Linked DNA regions of Capra hircus: region 2 is linked to region 1. Evidence: chromatin contacts called from public Hi-C data. All regions are on one chromosome and are shown on one strand. Each heading gives the region's core, a stretch centred on a gene start, on an enhancer-like site or on the middle of the called end of the contact. The rest is flanking DNA. Distances are from core to core; before and after follow the strand shown. Region 1 holds the start of CKAP2L (cytoskeleton-associated protein 2-like). Region 2 holds the start of IL37 (interleukin-37).

Region 1 (6,752 bases), core at 4,035-6,534:
ATCTGAGTTAAAGTCACACATTCCAGTCCATCTTAGTTCGCTGATTCCTAAAATGTCGACGTTCACTCTTGCCATCTCTTGTTTGGCCACTTCCAACTTGCCTTGATTCATGGACCTAACATTCCAGGTTCCTATGCAATATTGCTCTTTATAGTACTAGACTTTACTTCCATCACCAGTCAGATCCACAGCTGGGTGTTGTTGTTGCTTTGGTTCCATCTCTTCATTCTTTCTGGGGTTGTTTCTTCACTGATCTCCAGTAGCATATTGGGCACCTACCGGCCTGGGGAGTTTATCTTTCAGTGTCCTATCTTTTTGCCTTTTCATACAGTTCATGGGGTTCTCAAGGCAAGAATACTGAAGTGATTTGCCATTCCCTTCTCCAATGAACCACATTTTGTCAGAGCTCTCCACCATGAGCCATCCATCTTGGGTGGCCCTGCATGGCATGGCTTATAGTTTCATTGCATTAGACAAGGATATGGTCCATGTGATTAGATTGGTTAGTTTTCTGTGATTGTGGTTTTCAGTCTGTCTTCCCTCTGATGGAGAAGGATAAAAGGCTTATGGAAGCTTACTGATGGTGGAGACTTACTGAGGGGGAAACTGGGTTTTGTCCTGATGGGGAGGACCATGCTCAGTAAATCTTTAATCCAATTTTCTCTTGATGGGTGGGGCTGTGTTCCCTTCCTTTTATCCACCTGGGGCCAAACTATGATGGAGGTAATGAAGATAATGGCGACCTCCTTCAAAAGGTCCCATGTACACATTGCCACACTGGAGCGGCAGCCGAGCAGCACTGGAGCAGTGGCTGCGGGGTGCTGGAGCGATTTTGAGGAGATATCCCATGTCCAAGTGCAAAGGAACCCCAGCAAGACTGTAGGAAGGGAAAAATCACGTTTAGAATCAAATCCCACACACACTAAAGAGGCTCAGTTCAGTTCAGTCGCTCAGTCGTGTCTGACTCTTTGTGACCCCATGAATTGCAGCATGCCAGGCCTCCCTGCCCATCACCAACTCCCAGAGTGCACTCAAACTCACGTCCATCAAGTCAGTGATGCCATCCAACCATCTCATCCTCGGTCGTCCCCTTCTCCTTCTGCCCCCAATCCCTCCCAGCATCAGAGTCTTTTCCAATGAGTCAACCCTTTGCATGAGGTGGCCAAAGTACTAGAGTTTCAGCTTTAGCATCAGTCCTTCCAATGAACACCCAGGACTGATCTCCTTCAGAATAGACTTGTTGGATCTCCTTGCAGTCCAAGGGACTCTCAAGAGTCTTCCCCAACACCACAGTTCAAAAGCATCAATTCTTCGGTGTTCAGCTTTCTTCACAGTCCAACTCTCACATCCAGACATGACTACTGGAAAAATGATAGCCTTGACTAGATGGACCTTTGTTGACACAGTAATGTCTCTGCTTTTTAATATGCTATCTAGTTTGGTCATAACTGTCCTTCCAAGGAGTGAGTGTCTGTTAGTTTCATGGCTGCAATCACCATCTGCAGTGATTTTGGAGCCCCCAAAAATAAAGTCTGACACTGATTCCACTGTTTCCCCATCTATTTCCCATGAAGTGATGGGACCAGATGCCGTGATCTTCATTTTCTGAATGTTGAGCTTTAAGCCAACATTTTCACTCTCCTCTTTCACTTTCATCAAGAGACTCCTTAGATCTTCTTCACTTTCTGCCATAAGGGTGGTGTCATCTGCATATCTGAGGTTATTGATATTTCTCCTGGCAGTCTTAATTCCAGCTTGTGCTTCTTCCAGCCCAGCGTTTCTCATAATGTACACTGCATAGAAGTTAAATAAGCAGAGTGACAATATACAGGCTTGACGTACTTCTTTTCCTATTTGGAACCAGTGTGTTGTTCCACGTTCAGTTCTAACTGTTGCTTCCTGACCTTCATATAGGTTTCTCAAGAGTCAGGTCAGGTGGTCTGGTATTCCCATCTCTTTCAGAATTGTCCACAGTTTATTGTGATCCACACAGTCAAAGGCTTTGGCATAGTCAATAAAGCAGAAATAGATGTTTTTCTGGAACTCTCTTGATTTTTCCATGATCCAGTGGATGTTGGCAATTTGATCTCTGGTTCCTCTGCCTTTTCTAAAACCAGCTTGAACATCTGGAAGTTCACGGTTCACGTATTGCTGAAGCCTGGCTTGGAGAATTTTGAGCATTACTGTACTAGCATGTGAGATGAGTGCAATTGTGTGGTAGTTTGAGCATTCTTTGGCACTGCCTTTCTTTGGGATTGGAATGAAAACGGACACCAGCTGCGATGGACCACGTGGCGGAAGTGCACCGGCTACGACAGATCTCGCAGAAGCATGGCCGAGAGGAGCTACCCCACGTCCCAGAGATGCTCAGAGGGCTCAAAAAACCTTGTGCACACCAGGACCCAGAGACCCCACGGAGACTGAGACAGAACTGTGTTTGAGTGTTTCCTGCAGAGGTACAGGTTAGCAGTGGACTGCCACAGGGGCAGGGGCTCTGGGTAAAGCAGACCTGGCTATGGCATAAGCCCTCTTGGAAGAGATCACCATTAACCCCACAATAGGGACACCAGAACTTACACAGGACTGGAGAAACAGACTCTTGGAGGGCACAAACAGAAACTTATGCACACCTGGACCCAGGAGAAAGGAGCTGTGACCGAAAAGAGACTGACCCAGACTTGCCGGAGTGTATCCAGGAGTCTCTTACAGAGGCATGGGTTGGCGGTGGCCTGATGCAAGGTTGTGGGCACTGAATGTAGTGGGTGAGCAGTGGTGTCTTAATCAGTATTTTTGGTGGAAATACTTCCCAGGTGGCTTAGTGGTAAAGAATCCACCTGCCAATCCAGGAGATGCAGGGCACATGAATTCAATCCCTGGATGGGGAAGATCCCCAGGAGAAAGAAATGGAAACCCACTCCAGTATTCTTACCTGGAGAATCCCATGGACAGAGGAGCCTGGCAGGCTGCAGTTCATGGGGTCACAAAGGGTTGGACACAAGTGAACAACTGAGCACGCATGGAGTGCTAAGCTCCAGGATAAAACATAATAAGTACCATTTTAGATACATGAATTTAGCTAATGGCAGGACACCCAGGTACAGTGAGCATATGATGATGTGTCTAGAACTCAAGAGAAGTTAGAACTAGATACAGATTTGGAAGATGTTAGTAGGTCTATAGTAGGTAAAATCTTAAAAGTGACATCAGAGAGAGAAGAATATGACGAACACTGTTAGCAGTCCACACAATCACCGTCTTCCCTTCTTCGTTACTGACAGGACATTAACTTCATTCAGAAGGAAATATGTCTCTTTTTTTATAAAGAGAAGTTTTAACATTATTTTTTTTAATTGTAGAAACTAATGCAAGGAAAATACTGCCTGCAGTTGATAATTTGCTCATTAAACTTTGAAACAACTTCAGTATAAAGAATTACATAAGTTGCAATTTGAGTTCTGCAACCACAGCAAGCCACCACATTCAAGTCAAGTGAAGAAAAATGCTTTTATAGAGGGGAGAAAGAAAGTTGGGGGAAGGGGATTGTAATAAACCGAGTCCCTGGCTTTTCACTGGCAAGTCTTTGTCAGGGAAAAGGAGCCTTTCTTCTTCTTATTGGGCTTGCTATGTTCACAGTATTCTTGCCTGGGGAATTCCATGGACAGAGGAACTTGGCAGGCTACAGTCAATGAGGTTGCAAAGAGTCAGACATTACTGAGCAACTTTCACTTATTTACTTATGGTCACAGGATATGACATCTCCCCCTGCTGGTCTCCCTAATCTACTGGGGGTTCCTATTTATTAATTTTTTCAGTTCAGTTCAGTTCAGTCGCTCAGTCGTGTCCGACTCTTTGAGACCCCATGAATCACAGCACACCAGGCCTCCCTGTCCATCACCAACTCCCAGAGTTTACTCAAACTCACGTCTATCGAGTCAGTGATGCCATCCAACCATCTCATCCTCTGTCGTCCCCTTCTCCTCCTGCCCCCAATCCCTCCCAGCATCAGGGTCTTTTCCAATGAGTCAACTCTTTGCATAAGGTGGCCAAAGTATTGGAGTTTCAGCTTCAGCATCATTCCCTCCAAAGAAACCTCAGGGCTGATCTCCTTCAGAATAGACTGGTTGGATCTCCTTGCAGTCCAAGGGACTCAAGAGTCTTCTCCAACACCACAGTTCAAAAGCATCAATTCTTTGGCGCTCAGCTTTCTTCACAGTCCAACTCTCACATCCATACATGACCACAGGAAAAACCATAGCCTTGACTAGATGGACCTTAGTCGGCAATGTAACATCTCTGCTTTTTCATATGCTATCTATGTTGGTCATAACTTTCCTTCCAAGAAGTAACCCTCTTTTAATTTCATGGCTGCAATCACCATCTGCAGTGATTCTGGAGCCCCCCCACAAATAAAGTCTGACACTGTTTCCACTGTTTCCCCATCTATTTGTCATGAAGTGATGGGACCAGTGGTGATAATTGTACAACACTGTAAATGTATTTAATGACACCGAATAATGGCTTAAATGGTAAGCTTTGCTTTGTATATCTTACCATAATGAAAAACAAAGAGGAGTCACCCTGCAGTACTAGGGCTTCCCAGGCGGCGCTAACAAAGAATCCTGCCAAGCAGGAGACCTAAGAGACGCGGGTTTGATCTCTAGGTGGGGATGATCCCCTGAAGGAGGAAATGGCAACCCACTCCAGTATTCTTGCCTACAGAATCTCATGGACAGTGAAGCCTGGCGGGCTACAGCCGATAGGGTTACAAAGAGTCAGACACGACTTAAGCGACTGAGCACCCAGGAACTGCTGTACTAAGAACTAAGATTATTTAACTTTAGAGACCCATAAAAAGTAGGAAGTATACTCGTGAGGTATATACTCGTATATACTCGTGGTATACTCGTGCCAAATTCATCATTTTGGTTTTATACTGTTTTTATATGAAACTTAGGATCTGAAAGGGCGGAGGAGGTGCTTTGTCTGTGGGGCCCGGGTGCAGCCCCCTGTCGCCAGTCCTGGCCACCTTTCTCGTAACTGAAAGCACAGCAACCCAGAAACCTCATCCTTAAAGGGGTGGGGAGGCTTCCGCCTCCTGCCCAACCAGCCGTCTTCAATACCAACGGCCCCTTTCCCTGTACATTCTTCCAATCAAATGGCCCCAGGGTGGGGCTTGAAGTGTACAGCCAACCGAAACGCATCAATTTCCTTTGGGCCCGCCCTCCCCTATTTCCGATTGGCAGGTTTCAAACCCACGGGACCCAATGAGAGCGGACGCAAGCGCGGCGCTCCAGCTTTCTCTCCAGGCGCGGCCTTTGAAGAAAAACTGTCGTTTGAGAATCATGGTGCGGCCTGGACTCTCCGCCGCCGCAGGTGAGTATGACTTCCAGCAGCTGTGTCTTACGGGTGGGGACGAAGGGAGGACCCCGAGTGAGCGGAAGTGACCCGATCGCTTGCCTGCCTGCCTGTGTCTCGCCGTGGGCGTTTTTGTTTCTGCGGGGGCTGACCCAAGCCAACGCTCCAGGCCTCGGTGAGAAAACGGGGCTGAGGGGCTGGGAGGCTGTGCGCGGGGCCACGCCTCCCAGGCACCTTCCCAAAGAGTCCCGCAGCAGCTCTGCAAAAAGCTGTCATTGTCACCTCGTTTGGGTAAAGAACCGAGGGTCCTTGCCCGAGATCGCACAACCAGCGGAAACCCAAGCGCTCCTGCGGCCCAGATTTGGCTTCAGGCGGAGCCGGGGTGTGGCCCTCGGGGCTACGCCGCCCGCCCGAGCGGGCTGTGACAGCTGTCAAGGCGAATCTCACCCAGACGCGGAGGTCTTCTTGCAACACACGCGCCCTGGAGGCTGATGGGTTAAATCTGCATCGATGCTGAGGGTCCTGGGCTCCCTGACTTTCCTAAATGTGTCTGGAGCCCTTTGTTGACTTTTTAAATATTCCTGCTCAGATACCTGTCACCTGCTCCAAAATGCACAGTGTTTTGTTAATTTCTGCAATAATATCTGTTGACTGTTTCCCAGGGCCCAGGCACTGTCCTAGGCATTTTACACAACAGCCCTTAAAAATGGGCATTTCTGCCCCCATTTTACCTGCTCAGCAACAGCAAGGTTTGCTACCTGGCTAGACATCATAGAACTGGGATTCTAGCCACATCTCTCAGCTCCATCAGCCCTCTCAACACAGCTGTCTCCTGGGGAAGGAGCAGAACCAGATATCAAAACACAGGGCAACTCAGTTTAAATGAGGTTGAGTTTTTTGCATCCCCTGTAGCTGTTGTTTTTGTTTGGCCGATAAAGCATGTCTGACCCTTTGCGACCCCATGGACTGCAGCACGCCAAGCTTCCCTGTCCTTCACTGTCTCCTGGACTTTGCTCAGACTCATGTCTATTGAGTCAGTGTGGCCATCCAACCATCTCGTCCTCTGTCGTCCAGTTCTCCTGCCTTCAGTGTTTCCCGGCACCAGGGTCTTTTCCAATGAGTTGGTTCTTCACATCAGGTGACCAGAGTATTGGAGCTTCAGCTTCAGCATCAGCCCTTCCAGTGATTATTCAGGGTTGATTTCCCTTAGAATTGACTGGTTTGACCTCCTTGATGTCCAAGAGACTCCCAAGGGTCTTTTTCAGCACCACAACCATCTTAATTTTAGCCTTTTCTAATCGCCCGCTCCCCTCACTCAGTTCCTGCCTCTGCACTCCCATAGTTCTTTCTTTGACCCACTTTTATCACCACTACCTGGGTGAAACTTCTCGAAGAGA
Region 2 (6,358 bases), core at 510-3,009, 130 kb before region 1:
AAGACAGCCCACAGGCCAAATCTGTCCTACCACCTGGTTTTAAATAAAGTTTTATTGGAGCACAATCATGTCTGTGTTTACGTGTTGTCTATGGCTGTTCTCTGGCTGCAACAGCAGAGATGAGTCATTGAAAGAGAGTCAAAGAAAGGCTCTACTGCTTACTGTCCCAATCTTCATAGAAAAACTTTGCCAACCCCCTGGTAGAGTCTAGTCAGCAAAGAAAGGCCATTTCTTTGCAGCCTCTTGTCATGGAAAACAGAGCCTCCAGAGATCCCAAGGAGCTCAACTCCTGATGTCTTGGGGCAAGGCTGACTCAGAATCCCCTCACAGAACAGGCTTGGAGGAGAGACGTTTTCAAATTCCTTCCAACGGTACATATCACCTCTCACCCGATTCACAAAGCCCATTTCCCAACATAAGTTCAGAGCAATACAGTGAGGGAAGCGTGGCAAGAATTGTTCATTCCCAATTTCAGATGAAAAACCTGAAGGTAGGTGACATCTCAAGGCTGACACCACTTTTAAGGTTGCAGAGATGGAAGTTTCATGTGAAAACCCAATCCTTGGAGAAAGGCTTAGGAAAAAGACAAAGAGAACCTAGATGGTTTTATAAGTAAAAATGCCTAGGAAGAGCTCCAGGGCTTGTCAGTAGGACAGTGAGCAAAGGAGAGGATGACCACCGGGCAGTTCTGGGGGGTGGGGAGAACTGATGGCTCTTTAAGGGCACAGATATCTACTACTTGATCCTCAGTAGGTCCTTGTTTGCATCCCCTGAATTCACAAAGCACACCTGCCTTTGCAGTTTGAGGGACAAATCAAGGGACAGAGAGGATTGGTGGCACTTGAGAAGGCAGGAAAATTGGCATTCATAGGAGGACATCAGAACAAAAGATAAAAATGTAGGTATCCAAATACGTGAAGATGCTGCTGGTGACCCGAAGGATGCCCACAGGCTGGAGGATCTAAGGATGTCCCTGTGAGCTGTCTATGGAATTTGCCACCTATATCAAGGTAAATGCACGTGGCCTCCACAGAGCTTCCTAAAGAGGCAGTGCATTCAGCCATTGACAGTCATCTCTCCAGCTCAGATCGCTGGATATTTTGGGTTCCAAAATATCTTTCTGAAGACCAGCACTTTCCAGACTCGAATGAGTCTTCTCAGCCCTTAGAGAAGAGGCTGGCATTATCATAGTTTGCAGGTTTCCTAAGTTCAGGGATAGCCCGGCCCTGGAGCAATGCCTGCTTATTGGTAGTCCTCCTAAAAGGCTTCCAGCTGCTTTGGGGGCTGAGAGCAAGGTGGTCTAGGCAGGTCTCAGAGAGAATATTTAGAAATTCAGGAGATCCATGGAGGGGCAGGCTTCTGTTAGGGAAATAGAAGGCAGGCACCAGTTGCTGCTGGGCTTTTCCATCTATATCAGGTGGTTCCTCAAGCCAGAGGTAAGGACCACGTGGGCTTCCTAGAGGCTCAGTGGTAAAGAATCTGCCTGCCAATGCAGGAGATACAGATTCAGTCCCTGGGTTGGGATGATCCCCTAGAGAAGGAAATGGCAACCCACTCCAGTATTCTTGCCTAGGAAATCCCATGGACAAAGGAGCCCAGTGGGCTACAATCCATGCGGTCACAAAGACTTGGGCATGACTGAGCGAATAAACAGCAACAGCAAAGGACCACTTACCTGGGTCAGGGATCCCCGAAGTCTGTGGCTCTGTTTTGGGCCCCTGGAGCACTGTTGTCTTATACTCTGGAGGGACCAGGCGTGATCCTCACTTTGAGTAATCAGTTTGGAAGCCTATATGCAAATGCAGCATCTCTCTAGCGAGTCATTGATGGCATCTGAGGTTATTGGTTCATCACTCATTGCCTGCCATCTTTCATACCAAAGGTATAAAGGAATTCCTGTGGGTAGTATCACATTGCCAAGGGTCGTGTTACATCCACTCAACACATTTCACGGTGCTTGAGATAGACTGCATGGGTGCCCATCCAGTCTGACAACAGTGGTATAGGAAAGAGATGTAAATGGAAGGAAAGAGGAGACACAGGTTGGGCAGACAGCCTGGGAGGTGCAGGAAAGTCCCCAAATTCATGGTGTTCAGGCAGGTGTTGTTGTTGTTCAGTAGCTCAGCTGTGTCTGACTCTTTGCGACCCTATGGACTGTAGCACACCAGGCTTCCCTGTCCTTCACCATCTCCCAGAGCTTGCTCAAACTCATGTCCATTGAGTCAGTAATGCCATCCACATCTCGTCCTCTGTCATCCCCTTCTCCTCCTGCCCCCAATCCCTCCCAGCATCAGGGTCTTTTCTAATGAGTCGGCTCTTCGCATCAGGTGGCCAAAGTATTGCATCAGTCCTTCCAATGAATATTCAGGAGTGATTGCTGGGGCACCCATATTTCAGAGAAATATGTTCTTCTTTCTTCTGACCTTCCAGTGCACTCCTGGATGCCACTGACACCTCCCTCCACCTCTTCTCTGTCACACCTCTTTCTTCAGTGATAACACGCAAAGCATCCTCAAGGGACCTTCCTTTTTTAAAAAACAGTGTTTTATTGGAGTGTTTTTAGTAATTATGAAAACATAGGTACCTTCTAAAATAGAAACCTATTATAAAAATCTATTATTGAGTTAACACTGGAAGTAAACTGTATGTTGATCCATTTCCTTCCTTCACAATAGTCTATGAATATTCTTTTCTTTCTGAGACTATAATAAACTTGTATTAATATGTTTATGTCTTTCATTTCACATTTTAGTATTTTTGGTTTACTCTTAATGATAAGTATAGATTCAGAGGTTAACATTTACCTAAGATACATATTTTTCAATCTAGAAGTAAATATCTAATAAAGGTACTCAGTTCAGATGTTTGATTTTTTTAATTAGGTTTAATATTTTTAATAGTTTTCAATATCATTGTATAAAGGGGTGAAAGACTTGTTAATTGAAGTCAGATAATTTCCCCACGCATTACTATTGAACCCTGCCTTCTTTACTTCATCCATCTCTTAGATTTCATAAAATCTGTAAGAAGCAGTAACTTTTAGCAGATTTACCTCCTCCTGTTCCCTGGTAGATCTGTTCAGGAGTACTGTCATCATTGTTTTTAGCCACTAAGTCGTGTCCGGCTCTTTGCAAGCACATTTCAGAAACATGAGGTCCCTTACCCAAGACCACACGCTGGAGTCCCATTGCCCCCGTGAAGCACTGACCACACCCTCTCCCCAACAGGGTCCCAGAGGCTCAGAGCTGTCTCAGACTCTGACTGCCTTCTTGTCGCTGAAGAGACCTTGTGAGAGGGGGTGACGGGTGTGGGGACCGGTGACACAGACTGACATAGTGGTGCAGTGAGGGGTGGCTGAGTATATAGGTCATCAGAATAAACTCTGAGAACATGGGGGAAACTCCTAGCTTTTCATTTGTGGAGAGAAAATGAAAATTTAAGGTAACATCATCATATATAGGTGATGCTAGTGGTATAGAACCCGCCTGCCAGTGTGGGAGACATAAGAGACATGGGCTCCATCGCTGGTTTGGGAAGATCCCCTGGAGGAGGGCATGGCAACCCACTCCAGTATTCTTGCCTGGAAAATCCCATGGACAGAGGAGCCTGGTGGCTACAGTCCATGGCGTTGCAAAGGGTCGGACACGACTGAGCGACTAATGCTTTCACTTTCTTTTTTTTCTTCAGGTGCTAAACTGGCTACTGAAGGTACACTAGGAATTGGTCCACGATTGCCTTTGCTCCCAGGATGCTCACAGTACAGGAAGTGCCAGGCAAGGGGAACAGGAGAGAAGGGCATTTTCAGCAGAGAAAGTGGCGAAGGCAAGGCCCAGGGGCACAGGAGAAGATGTTCTGCTCTGGGCATGGCCAGCCCTTCTGTGTGGCTGGACCTTGGCATCAGGTTGGCGGGAGATGAGGTCAAAGAATTTGCACAGAACAAGCTGGGCACAGATGCCACACAATGCTCTTGGGTTTGGGGTCCTTAGGCAAGAAGGAGTTCCTTCAAGTTTTCCTTTTATACTGCTCTCTTTCACACAGTGTGAAAGCCGCATCTGGGCAGAGAAGGGCTGAACTGGGAGCTAAGCCAGAAAGAAGAAGCCAAGGATGACATAGGATGGACAAACAAAGTCCTATTGTATAGCATAGGGAACTATATTCAATATCCTGGTATGAATCATAATGGAAAAAATATGAAAAAGAATACATATATGTATAACTCATCACTTTGCTGTACAGTATAAATGAACATAATATTGTAAATCAACTACGGTTGTTGTATAGTCACCAAGTTGTGTCCAGCTATTTTGCAACCCACATGGACTGTAGCCCACCAGGCTTCTCTGTTCATGGGATTCTCCAGACAAGAATACTGGAGTGAGTTGCCATGCCCTCTTCCAGGGGATCTTGCCAACAAAGGGATCAAACCTGTGTCTGCTGCCCCACTTTTGAAGAGCCAGGAGAAAAACAGGGCACTGCACATGCCCCGCTGCACACAACACCTCCTCAGGGGCGGGCAAAGCACTTAAGTCACCCCTTGGCCTTACCTCTGGACACACCCCTTCCTTCACCCCAGGTAAGGAACTAGCCCACCCTTCTTAGGGAGCAACTAAGCAAGGAAACTTGTTCTCACTGCCCCCCGTTGAAGCAGGGGCCTCAGTAAAGACTTGCCTGAATTTCTTGTCTGGCTTCTAGTCAATATCTATTGTTTAAGGAGGCCAAGAGCCCCAGTCAGTAGCATCCTGGGGCAACCCCACTCCCTGTGTTTGGCTGTGTGAAATGTCTTCATTGATTCTCCATTGTGATTGCAAGGACAACTCTGTAAGAATTAATGTATCTGGAAGGTGTTGGGGACCCAAGCCAAATTCAAATACTTCCAGGTCCAGAGTTTACAATCATGCAAATCAGGGCAGAAAAGAACTTTTAAAAAGCCCAGAAATTACACCCTATGTGAGAAAACAAAGAGGACTGGGAGGTAATGGAATTTTTTTTTTTTTCCCACTGTGTTGTTTCCATATTTTCTCAATGAGCCTTAAAATGCTTTTAAGATAAGGAAACCAAAAAACCATTGTACTTATGAGAAGTCAGGGTCATGAAGAAGGGGGGACTATCTTCAAGGTATTTTGCCATTTCATTTAAATGAATGTGTATTAACAGAAGCTGTAGTAATAAGACCAGAGAGACACCACTGTTGCAAAATCACGGAAACCCACATCACACTGCCTCTTGGCCTCCCAGGCCAATGTCACAACAGAAAACACATGTTGTGGTTGTCTGTGTGTCACAAATTGCAATGACGTGGTGGGAAAAGACAAACAAAAAGCCCTCTTATTGACTCACAGCAGCTGACACAGATAGCCCACATGGTTCCACCATGCTGGTTGTAAAAGGCAGGGAGGGACAGGCAGCTTCTGTGACCACAACAGGAAGGACCTTATACCTTTAATGAATGACATCAAATTATCCACCCCCATTTGCAAAGCACTTGCTACTCATTATCTTATCTGACCTCTGAGGAGGCAAGATGGATATTATTATATCTAACAAAGGAATTGTATACAAAATGATAAAGAAGAAAAGCTAAATATGGAAGTTTTCTGTGATGATTCTAAGATCCAGTTACAATGGCAGAGGGTTATTAACACACCACATCCACCAAGCAGTTCTCTGCCACACAAGCTAGGTGTACCACAATCCAATTCAATTCTAACACTATCTCCCCAAGACAGCATGAGACTCCACAGGTTAAGGGCTCCGTCCTACAAGGTGCTCCCACTACACTTCAGACACCAGTCACAAGTTGTAGGTCCCCCTCACCCACCACTTCTGTTCAGCTTGGCTATAAATCGGTGGTTCCCAAGACCACCTCCTTGGGTTTGGTTTGATTAATCTGTTAGAGTGGCTCACAGAACTCAGAGAAACATTTACGTTTGTTGTTGTTGTTCATTCACTAAGTCGTGTCCAGCTCTTCACAACTCCATGGACCGCAGCACTGTGAAGGCTCCTCTGTCCTTCACTGTCTCCCAGAGTTTGCTCAAACTCATGTCCATTGAGTTGGTGATGCTATCTACCCATCTCATCCTCTGCTGCCCACTTCTCCTTTTGCCTTCAATCTTTGCAGCATCAGGGTCTTTTCCAATGAGTCGGCTCTTCACATCAGGTGACCAAAGTATTGGAGCTTCAGCTACAATATCAGTCCTTCCAGTGAATATTCAGGTTGATTTCCTTTAGGATTGAATGGTTTGTTCTCCTTACAGTCCAAGGGACTCTCAAGAGTCTTCTCCAGCACCACAATTCAAAAGCATACTTACGTTTACCAGCTTATCACCGGATATCATACCTGGAGATTGTCAACTGAGTG

The links. Hi-C and Micro-C count contacts between places; a contact is called where the count stands out from the background.
Region 2: a Hi-C map of blood shows a contact between it and region 1, with 2.1 times the contacts expected there. The contact joins the promoter of IL37 here to the promoter of CKAP2L in region 1. A contact is called at or near these places in 2 of 5 Hi-C or Micro-C datasets (both in blood).

What each region holds. Positions count from the first base shown.
Region 1 is chr11:46,109,945-46,116,696 of ARS1.2, reverse strand. CKAP2L (cytoskeleton-associated protein 2-like) reads left to right here and starts at 5,284. Exons shown (of 9, transcript XM_005686664.2): 1 at 5,284-5,373. The coding sequence starts at 5,343.
Region 2 is chr11:46,241,482-46,247,839 of ARS1.2, reverse strand. It overlaps IL37 (interleukin-37), which reads right to left and starts at 1,759. Exons shown (of 6, transcript XM_005686669.2): 1 at 1,676-1,759.